2 separate regions of the Hordeum vulgare genome follow, and region 2 is linked to region 1. The links are chromatin contacts, called in public Hi-C maps. All regions are on one chromosome and are shown on one strand. The core of a region is the stretch at or near the end of the contact, and the rest is flanking DNA. Distances in the headings are between cores, read along the strand shown. Region 1 has its middle 97 kb from the start of LOC123427599. Region 2 holds the start of LOC123430709.

Region 1 (5,907 bases), core at 924-3,423:
TGTCTTGGCGGGTCCTATAGCGCTTTCCTGGCAACTGCAGTGATGGTTCGTGCCGACGCAAGCCCTAGGTGGTAGCAAACTTGTGCTTCAGCCCAAACGTGACCACGACGACTGTGGTTCTTTCCATGGCGTCCTGGTGGCAAGCCGCGGTCACGCCGACATGGCTAGGGAGGTTCCCGCGCGATCGGTTATTGTTCCCACCATCCATATGGGTCTGGTGCTACTTAGGGCCTATATATGGGTCTATGGTAGAAAAATATGGGTGTCTATCCATAATTTTGGGTCATCTTATAGAGTAGGATATGCGATATAAGTTGGTTTCTCAAAAAAATCCATAATTTCAGTTTTTAGGTATTAAGGTAAAGTTTGGGTATGCTCTTCGAGATGCTCCCCGGGTAATACCCAATATGGCACAATTCTGTGTCTAGGAGCGGACTCGGGTCCTAATCGGTTGCTGACGTGAGAGGAAATCACCTATCCACGAGTAAGATGGACTAGTCCGATCCTTGTTTTGATGCCACCACGAGCACTGTTTTAGGCACCCATATCGGATCACACTCGCGCGCAATTAACCGGAACCATACGATCAAATCTTGGGTCTACAAAGGAATTCACATGCAACATTGTTTAGTGGTTCATCAACTTACTTCAGCAGTTCATTAGCAATCATTGCATCATATTATTTTTTATTTTCCCACATTTGAAGTTCACCTCAGGGTTGCCTCGTCATGCAATGAGTACAAAGGAATTTATTTTTCTTAGGCACGATGCTCAGGTAACCAACCAAACATGCCTTGTACTCGTTGTATGAATATGCTCCCTAGAAAGTATGTACGATGTGAGGAATATCATGCACTAGTAAGTAGCCGCTATTTGGGCATGTAGACAATGAACATATTGACAGTAGAACCCTTTTGATAGGGGCTCCACTATTCTTTGTGGATGTATAGGCCAAAGGATGTTGTTTGGGTCAAAAACCTTTAGTGGGGGAAGAGGATAGACGAGGGTTATGTCTCTCTTATTGCGAGAAATTTGTTCCTCTCACCTTTGGTGCTCCCGCTAGCGAGTCGGTCTGCTAACCTATCTTCTTCTCCTTTTTGGAAGCAGCATAGGAGCAGTAATGGGAACCTTTCGCCAGTTTTAGGAAGGTTTCGGTTGATCTTTTCTTCTTCTCTATTTATGTCTTTGTATCAGTTAGTTGTTGTCGATTTCCTTTCGTACTTTCCAGCTTTGTTTTTCTTTTTCCCATATTAGTTTTAGTTTTTTTATCTTACTTTTAAAATACATGCTAAAATTTTAAAATAGACGTTGAACATTTTATGGATACACATTGAAAAGTTTCCAAATAAATGTTGAACATTTCATTTGAATAGATGTTCACCATTTGTCAAATGCACATTGATTATGTTTTTAAAATACACATCAAACATTTTCCACACACAAATTGAATATTTTTAATAAATTTCATGAACATATTTTTACAATTTTTAAATTTTATGAACATTTTTTTAAATGATACTCTCTCTTTCCTATAATATAAGATGTTATTATAGTCAATCTAGAATGAAATATTTCTCCAGGATTATGCAGATGTTTTTCTACATTGAATGAACAATGTTTCTAAAACTTTCATGAACATATTTCTAAACACTTGAATTTTTTTCTGAATGGCACAAACATTTTTTTACAGTTTTTCAAATTTCATAGACATTTTTAGTAAATGTTGTGAACATATTCTTAAACATGAGAACATGTTTTAAATGTGACAAACATTTTTTAATGCTATTGTTTTGTTTTCTGTATACAAATTTACATGTCACAAACTTTTTTTAAAAACACTTTTTCAAACAATAGGAACGTTTCTCTGAAATGCTCCACATATTTCTAGAAGATTTAAGGATAAAAAGAACAAATAAAGAAAGAACAAATAAAAATAGAACAATCAGTATTCCCGGCAATCTATGGTATGGTCCCTGGTTTACTACAAAATAAGTATGACTTTGTACAAAACCAACAATAAGTAATATGAATAGGAGGATGTACTTTTCATAGAAGCAAGAAGACATACATGTGGATCGCTACAACTACTCTCGCGTTCTGCCTCCCTTTTATGGGTGTGGTGCCTTGTGTCCGCGCTGGGCTTGGCCCATTCATAGGATTGTTGCACGCGATGCCACGTCCGGGATGGGACCTCCTATTCGGCCCTAGCTGGGGTAAAGAGGCGCAGCTTAGCACAGGAGGCGAGTCGTTGGGGCCGTGCCGTTCGCTGCCCTTGGCGGAATGAAAAATTGCAAAAATTAAGGATGCAATATCTAGGGATCATACCCTCGACCTGAAATAGATGCGTGTGATACGCTAGCCACTATAACAGGCGACCTACTCTGCAAAAATTGCAGTACGAGTATTAAAGAACAAAAGGCAGCCGCGAAAAATAACAAATTGAAAATATGAACATTTTCGAAATTAAACTATTTTTACAAAATTAGATTTTTTTTAATTTGCATACTAATTTCGAAAATATGGAAATTCTAAATTTGTGGATAAATTTGAAAAATGTAGCATTTTCAAAATATGTGAACAAATTTAGAAAATAGGAGCATATATGAAAAATCCAAAATACTTTAGAATTTGTAAAGAAAAATTAAACATGTGATTTTTTTTGAATTTGGGAACAAAATTGAAACATGACCATTTTGTAAATATGTGAGCAAATTTCGAAACTGAAAATAAGTTTTCGATTTTTGAACAAATTTACAAAAGCAGGAACAATTTTTGAAATTATAGAACATTTATATTTTTTGTACAAAATTACGAAATATGAACATATTTAAAAATTCCCATGTATTTTTTAATTTATGAACAAAATTTAAACATGTGAACATTTTTTGAATTTCTGAACAAATTTTCAGAATCTGATTTTATTTTTTTGAATTATCGGACTTTTTTGGAACAAATATTCGTAATTTAGGAACATAATTTGAAAATAGGAACATTTTTTGTTAAGATGAACAAAATTTGTAAATTGCAAACTTTTTTGGAAAAAAAACATTTTTAGAATTGTGAACAAATTTTAAAACCGCGAATAACAACAACAACAACAACAACAAAGCCTTTAGTCCCAAACAAGTTGGGGTAGGCTAGAGCTGAAACTCATAAAATCTTGCGACCAACTCATAGTTCTCGCACATGGATAGCAGGCTTCCACGCATCCCTGTCCATAGCTAGTTCTTCGGTGATGCCCCAATCCTTCAGATCTCTCTTTATGGACTCTTTTCATATCATGTTCGGTCTATCCGGCCTCTTTTGACATTATCTGCATGCTTTAGCCGTCTGCTATGCACTGGGGCTTTTGAAGGCCTGCGCTGAATATGTCCAAACCATCTCACACGATGTTGGACAAGCTTCTCTTCAATTGGCGCTACCCGAACTCCATCTCGTATATCATCATTCCGGATTCAGTCCTTCCTTGTGTGGCCACACATCCATCTCAACATGCGCTTCTCCGCCACACCTAACTGTTGCACATGTCGCCTTTTAGTCGGCCAACACTCAGCGCCATACAATATTGCAGGTCAAACCACTGTCCTATAGAACGTGTCTTTTAGCTTTTGTGGCACCCTCATGTCACAAAGAATGCCACAAGCTTGACGCCACTTCAGCCATCCGGCTTTAATTCGATGGTTCACATCTTCATCGATATCCTCATTCTTCTGCAACATTGACCCCAAATATCGGAAGGTATCCTTCTGAGGCACCACCTCACCATCAAGGCTTACATCCTCCTCCTCCTCGTGCATTGTAGTACTGAAAGTGCACCTCATGTACTCGGTTTTAGTTCTACTAAGTCTAAAACCTTTCAATTTCAAGGTCTGCCTTCATAACTCTAACTTCCTGTTGACTCCCGTTCGACTATCATCAACTAACACCACATCGTCCGCAAAGAGCATACACCATGGGATATCTCCTTTTATATCACTTGTGACCTAATTTTGAAACCGCGAACATTTTTTGAATTTCAAATAAATTTTGAAACACCTAAAATATTAAAATTATTGAACAAAATTATAAATTTTTGAACATTTTTTGAAATTTGAAAAAAAATGAAACCATATTTTTATCAAAATATAAACTAAATTATAAATTGTGAAAGTTTTTTGAATCATGGAGAAATTTTGAAACCATGAACATTTTTCGAATTGTGAACAAAATTTAAATTCATGAGCAAAATTGTGTACATTATTTGAATTTGGAACTAATTTTGAAACTGTAAACATTTTTTTAATTATGAACAAATTTTGAAACCGTAAACATTTTCTAAATTATGAGTTAATTTTTAATTTTTTAAAAAAATTGCACAAATTTTGGAACAGTAAACATTTGTCAAAATAAACTTGACAAATAGAAAAGATGTAAAAGGAAAAAGGAAAAAAGAAAAAAAATACAAAACAACAGAGAAAAAATAATAATAAAAGAAAAAACGGTTCAGGGAACCTTTTAGTAGTTTCTCAAAACCAGAGAAAACCAGTTAGGAATCTCTAAGAAGGTTCATAAAACCGAGGGCATTGGAACACTTAAACCGGCCAGTTCGTTAGGTCGCTCGGGGGTTGCTGTCCTGTGCGTAGTGCCGGCAATTTGACGCAACATGATGATGGGTGGGGGGATAGAATTTTTCGTCCGGGATCGCTTATCTATCCCTACTAATAAAGCACGTAGTGCTTCTGTCGTCTATCGTGGCAATTTTGCAAAAAAGCCCCTGTGGTCCTGGGTATTCAACCCGCACTCCAGATGTCCCTCGCTGCCCCTCTTCAAGCTCCTCGAGCCCGGCTGCGCAGCCTACTCGCTCGCTCTTCCACACCCCCGACTGCCGCCTCCTCCGCTTCCACGCCCGCCTCCCCTTCTCCAGGTCATCAGCGTCCTCACCTCCGACGGCGCCCGCGTCGCCGCCGACGACGGCGCCACCGGCGAGATCCCGCTCGCCCTCTTCCACACCCCGACCACCACCTCGTCCGCTTCCGCGCCCGCCTCCCCTTCCGTCGGCGTCCTCACCTCCAACGGTGCCACCGGCGACATCCTACTACATAGACCCAAAGCCAAAGCAAAGAGAAGGCAGGAGTTGATCCATCACTGGACTCCTGCGATGCGCTAGATCTGATTGAAGACATGTTGCATCACAGTAGCCGGTTGTAGACTAGCCCCTGAGCGTGGCAGCATCGGAGATATGATGGGGGTGATGGAGCCGGTGGCGGCGAAGGGCGACAGTGAGTATTGGAGGGTGGAGCCGGAGGAGGAGGAGGAGCTAGACGAGGAGGAGTGGGAGCGCAGGGCCGAGGTGGCCCTGTATTTTTACAGCAACCCCTACATGTGTGAACGACGGACGACTCGGGGTCCTGTGAGCAGCCAAGTCTTCCTCTAGACGCGGCAGGGCTCCATTGCCGGCCGCACCACAACTGCGTGGAAGCCACTCCAATCTCTGAGCAGTTGTGCTTTTCTTCCTCTTCTCACTCCCATCGTCGGCGGCTAGAAGGTGCCAAGCCTCTGCAGTCTGCACCCTCCCCGATGTGCGCGCAGTCAGGTCGTCGTGGAAGGCGAGCAACAGGTCCCAAATCTTTTCAGTGAATGAACTACTGCATTCAAATTCAGAGAATTAAGTATGTAGAGATACAAATTCAGAGTTTATTGGCCTGTTGCACCAGTTAGGCGTAAACCACGCCAGGCCGTTGGAGCTCAGTGCTGGTCATTGTGAGCTGTTGGGCAGGCCCGCGTTGCGCGCGGTTGTGCGCGTCGTGTGCGTGGAGAGCCCAGCCAGGTCATGTGTGTGTGGTTGGCATGAGTGCGTGCATGTGTTAGTGGTCAGGTTAGTGGACGTGGGTGCTGTGTCGCCCAGGGCTATAATGTTGGAATTATGCC
Region 2 (5,907 bases), core at 2,223-4,722, 210 kb before region 1:
GTTCATATATTTTTTCAACGTTTCTTATATACTTTGTTTAATATTTGTCTTCCAAACTTGATTAACATTTTGTATACATGATCAACATTTTTTTATACATGATCAACATTTTTTTATATATTTCTTCAGCAGTTTTCAAATACTTGGTCAACATTTTTGAAATAATGATTTAACATTTTTATGATGTTAAAATATAGTGTTTTGTTTACAATATATACATATAATACATTTGGAATATATTTGAAGGTATAAACAAAAGCAAAAAAAAATGCAAAAAATGTAAAAAAATGAAAAAGGAGGATGTGGCCTCCCGTGCTGGTGGGCCGGCCCATCATGTCCCCCTTTTCCCTCCCCTCTTGCTGAAGGCGAGAAATAGGGGTGCTCGTGGATAGGCAGGGCTGCTGCTGCTTATGCTTCGCGGTGGGGTTTGTGCGGCCTGGCTCGTTGTCGTTGGTCCATCGTAGATTACGGGCCTTTTTGGGACTTCTGTGTTTCATCAAAATCAACTCTGCTCCACTGAATTCACTTTGAAACAGTTTCATAAAGGAGTTGTAACTTTTTCAAAGAGAATGTTTGGCTTTCATGTAGCTCTAGCTTCAGAAATGAAAAATTTGATGAAAATGATCTACTTCCTCCGTCCAAAAATTTTGGACTTAGATTTGTTTATACTCCCTCTGTTCCTAAATCTAAGATCTTTTAGAGATTGCACTATAAACTATATACGGATGTACATAGACATATTTTAGAGTATATATTCACTCATTTTGCTCCTCATTTTGCTCCGTATTTAGTCTTTTAGTGGAATCTCTAAAAGGTCTTATATTTTGAAACGGAGGGAGTATATGAATGTATATAATCACGTCTTAGTATCAGGTACATCCGTATCTAGAAAATCAAAGATAAGAATTTTGAGATGGATGTAATATTTGATTGGATTGAATGGGAGAAATGAAGGGATATCCATTTACTGGTGGCAATGATGGGTAATTTTCTTTTAACTCTGGCTTCTACAATTTTATGAACCACCTGCTAAAGAGCTTCATAAAAAACAAGAAAGAAGTTACATCCCAGATTCTAGTTTTTTGCGAAGCGATATACCATGGAGCTACCCTGTTTGGCTTGCATCTTATAGAATGGAACAGATTTTTTCTAAAGCAGAGCAGTCCCAAACAGACCCTACATCCAGACCTCCCTTTGCCGATCTTCTCTGTGAGGCAGCGCGCTACTGTGCTCATTAGTAGCTTGACAGACACTGACACGCTGTTGAGCTGCTTGATTTGTTCCTTCAGCAAGGGAGTGGAATTTAAACGGAGTTAGTGCAATAAATTCAGGGATCGAGTTGACGGCGTCACATAGCAATGAAAATGCCAGAGTTCTTCAATTCATTTTCATTTACAACAAGGACGAAAAGAGTCTCAACTGCCATTGAAGCTCATAGGTCAAACTGTGATGTCTCAAACAAGATGGCCTTATGCCACAATCCACAGAGAGCTGTTATGCCAGAACATGCATGCAGATAAATTACAGGCCAATCCGACAATCTGTATTCTTCACCCAGAATCAAACCCTTTCAGACGTCCTTCATATCCACATCTACTTCATCCTCTGGGTTAGCAGGTGGTGCTGGGAAAACCTCGTCTACAAGAGCCACAAGCTCATTGGCACGGTCCTCTTCATCCTGCGGCATTCCTCGCTCATCCTTGCAAAATCTTTTCCCACACTCCTCTACCATCTGCAACAGAGAACGGACCAAATCAGATTAACAAGGTCTTAACCTAAAACCTCAAGATGATGGAGGTGAGCCAACAAAACAGATTGCGGTGGTACTTGTTTGCGAGCAGATGACTACAAGACCCAACGATTCTCTCAAAGTCTCTGGACAAAAAAATCAATTTCGTTCTGTGATAGCATAGTGTTTCACTATAGAGGGATCAATGAGGGGCATACGGTTTTGCATGCACATCTATACATGTGAAAGTAGGAGCGCACCCATACCCCAGAGAACACAGCTCATCTATATTCTATACTAGTTTAATTCATCAAGGAAAGGTAAAAAATGACCTACAGATGCCAGAATCCATACATAAGTAATAAACATCCATAGTAAGGATAACTTAAATCTCTTATTGATAAATAAAGTACATATGTAAGCACACATTTCTGAAAGATGCATCATCGCTATCAAAATATATTTGCATCACTATTTCAGAAAATCAATCAAAGCTGGCCAATAAAGCCGGGCAACGTTCAGTGTTGAGTTTAACCTCTCATCGTGATGAGGGATAAGAAAACTAAACACAAAAACAAAAGACACTTCTATTTCAAGATGTCACAAATGGTCCAGGGTATCACTATATTATATCTACATGTCTTGGTTTGTATCAGCTACCGCAGATAGCATGCTACCAGGCATCTTAAGATCAGCAAAATAAACATGGCAATACCGCATAAACATCAGCTGCTGAGGCTGGCCTCCAATTGATAATGTTTTGCTTGTCAGCGTCAGTAAGCTTGAAGCCCTCACATCTGTTTGCAAATTCAGTAACTGATTCCCTTGTCTGGTTGCAAGCAGGAGTTTTTAGGAGGTACTCATATACCTGTTTGTCGCACCAATAAACATGAGATCAATTTTAAGCATAAAAAAGGGACACGGGTCAACAGGTTACCGAGAATACACATTGGGTCAAGCATCAGAGAAACAAATGACTACCTTACACTCTGATGCAGCAACAGCCCCCAAACATCCCATGGGATCAATTTTTGCACCTCTAGTCCGTAAGAAGTCGAGAACTTCGAAGTTGGTGAGATGTCCTGCATTTGCTTTCTCTCTGCAGAACAGTAAAGAGCTTTGGATATTCAGAACTTCAGATTAGAAAGACAGCTGATAGGCAATGAAGATTCAGCTTTTAATATTCAGCATCTAGCTATAAAGTTTGAGACATAACTGTGACTCAACACTAACGCAAAACAAAATTAGGTTAGGACAACATGTCAGCCTCAACAGTTTATCTGCATAATTTCCCAATCAAACCAACTAACTCCTTGCCGATAGGATCTTCGCCCAGGGACCATTATTCACTAAACTAAGTTTTGCAAGGAATTGCACAATAGAGAGGGTAGTGTACAGCTACAATATAGTCATGGCACACAAAACATAAACAACAAATGAGTACGGACATCTTCATCGTTGCCGCTGCCGTGCACGGGAGCAAAGTAGATAGATCGACGCAGTATTTGGGCTGGACTGGACCGGGGCGGCGCGAATTCGACCGACGAGTGTCTCGTTCTGTGTAATCAGGGGGAGCGGCGACCTGATTATGCACCGAGCGAGGATTGGAGATGCGGGAGCGGGAGCGGCGGCGGCGGCGGCGGCGGCGGCAGTGTATTGCGAGCCGGAGCTGAAGGGTGGCGCCGGGTTGTGCGAACGAAAGAGGGCTGGACTAGGTTAGCAATTACCTGGCCATCTGGGCCGCCCGGCAGGCCCCAGCCCATGACTTAAATGTACCCGGCCCAAAGAGAAGGCTCTAGCGGTTACCTTGCCGTGAGCTAGCGAACACTCCTTCTTAAGCCTCTCAACGATTACTTCCATGTGCCACTACTTGACATGTTCTCATCCGCCGCCATATGTCACACTCTAAAAGTTTGCACCGGATTTTGTTTTTTATTTTATTTTTTTCGCATGCATTTTCGACCATTCGAATTGTTTTTCTGACTTTTTTGATGTTTTGATTTTTCATCGGTCTTTCTTAGCTTTTGATAAAAAAATAAAAAATTACGCATGCAAAAATGTGTTTCTATTTTATTTTACTATGAGAGGCATAATTTTGCTTTCGCGAGCGTGCCTTTCAAAAACAAAAAAAAACGCATTTTTGTTTTTTTATTGTGAGAGACATGGTTTTCCTTTCCTCACACGCATGGTTTGCTTCCGCGAGAGGCATGACCGTGCCTCTCGGAAACGATAAAACGCACTTTTTCACGAGAGGTATGGTTTTTCTTTCGCGAGAGGCACATCTCTGCTTTCGCGCGAGGCACAGTCGTGCTTCTTAAAAACGAAAAAATAGGTTCCCTGCTGTTTTTTAAGGCACGATTTTGCTTCTGTTAGAGGCACGGTTTTGCCTTTGTGAGAGGCACGACCGTGCATCTCGGAAACGGAAAAAACATGCTATTTATTTAGTTTTTTTCCTATCGGGAGAGGCACGATTTTTTCGTCCGGTTATTTTCGTGAAAAAAAAGTTTGTCAAAACCTATCAACATGGGATCTAGTTTTGAAGATCTCGACGCGAGAAACTCAATGGTGAAAAATGGTTTGAGATTGAAATGCACGGTTTAAGAGATAAACTTTTTGAAAATACAGATCTATGATAAAAGGAAAAAACTTTCAGGTTACGACAAGTGTCACACATGCAGTGCGTCACTTGTCGCAACGTGAGGTGGTGTGAGTGATCCTTGAAAGGAATACTCCTCAATTAGTAATTTTGGACTTTGCCCTTATTCTAAAAAATATTAAAAAAACTTGGTTTTGCTCGGGCGGATCCTATTTGATGCTTAAGCGTTCGTTCGCAAACGGGCGTGTTAAGGATGTTGTGGTATTTCCGCGGCAGATGTCACGGGGTGGCTTAGATCGTGGTTTGGGCCCGACGGGCGTCGGCGACGTCTGGGAACAGGTGTAGGCGCAAGATACATGACACTGATCTACCCAGGTTCAGGGCCCTCCGATGAGGTAAACCCCTAGTCCTACCTATGCGACTATATGAGATCGCAGTACAAATGGTGCTTCTGGAGTTGTCCGCGAGGAGGGAGACAAAGCTCTTGCTACAGGCCCCACTGCCTCGGTGGTGTGTGTGTTTCTAGGGTCTAAGGGTTCGCTAGTTGCTTCTAGCGTGCCCCCCTCTCTGGGGGGTGAGATGAGGTTTTATAGTGTAGCCTGAGATGTACAGTGGTGGGAGAAAGTAGGAGGCGGGACCTGACTGCCAGCCTCTCCGGCTGGCCGTGGGGCTTGCTGGCTCTCAGGTCTTGTTCGCCAGAGGGCCCATCGGTCGTGCGTCTCAGCGGCTAACGCGTCGATCGTTAGGGAGTAGGTAGGGGTGAGCATGGCTACATGGCTGCCTCGCCTGGTCAGCCTCAGGGGCGACGGGGGATCCTCTAGCCTCGCTAACTCTTGCACCATTGAGCCCGTGGCCACACCAAGCTCGTCATCGTGCAATGTGTCCATGAGCGCCTCTACATCATGCGTCGGGTCTCATCACCGTACGTGGGTACGGTCGGATGGGATGGGAGCTGACCAACCAGCTCGCGTCGGGCCAGCTTGCCAGGCCGAATGCTTCCAATCGACGTGTTGTGCATAGACCACACGGGCCGGCTGCCCCAGCCGACCCGGGGGGGGGAGTCGGCCAATGTCTTGGAGTTGGGTTCCCTCTGCTTGGGTATACCCAACGGGTGTATCCCCATCATTGGCCCCCAAAATCGTTGGTGTCCGGAGGCCTCCGGACGAGGGGGGCCAACGTTTTCCCCCGCGCCCGAAGTTGTTGTTGGAGTCAATGCGCCCGCCGGAGCCGGCGAGCGGGAGCACGTGTCCGTTAGCCGACTAGGGCAGCAGTCGGCCGCAGCCCAGCCAGCCGTCGGGGCGCTTCGGGCCCCGCGGCGACACTTCGGGCTCAACGCCGGCTGGGGCGTGCCACATGTGAACTGGTGGTGGATGGCGGGCCCCTGATACGTCTCCGTCGTATCTACTTTTTGTTGTAAATATGCCCTAGAGGCAATAATAAATTAGTTATTATTGTATTTCTTAGTTCATGATAATTGTTTATTATCCATGCTATAATTGTATTGATTGGAAACACAATACTTGTGTGGATACATAGACAAAACACTGTCCCTAGTAAGCCTCTAGTTGACTAGCTCGTTGAT

Evidence for each region. Hi-C and Micro-C count contacts between places; a contact is called where the count stands out from the background.
Region 2: a Hi-C map of leaf shows a contact between it and region 1, with 6 times the contacts expected there. The contact joins the promoter of LOC123430709 here to the enhancer-like site in region 1. A contact is called at or near these places in 3 of 6 Hi-C or Micro-C datasets (leaf and seedling).

The regions. Positions count from the first base shown.
Region 1 is chr2H:599,294,962-599,300,868 of MorexV3_pseudomolecules_assembly, reverse strand. No RefSeq gene overlaps it. Among protein-coding and RNA genes, the nearest start is that of LOC123427599, 97 kb to the left of the region's middle. Within about 2 kb of position 2,173, at least 3 of the 3 cell types and tissues checked have open chromatin away from gene starts, as enhancers often do. A contact at or near this core is called in leaf and seedling, where this site is marked.
Region 2 is chr2H:599,503,574-599,509,480 of MorexV3_pseudomolecules_assembly, reverse strand. It overlaps LOC123430709, which reads right to left and starts at 3,472. Exons shown (of 4, transcript XM_045114555.1): 1 at 3,178-3,472; 2 at 2,711-2,828; 3 at 2,445-2,597; 4 at 1,354-1,732. The coding sequence starts at 3,185. The coding sequence ends at 1,571.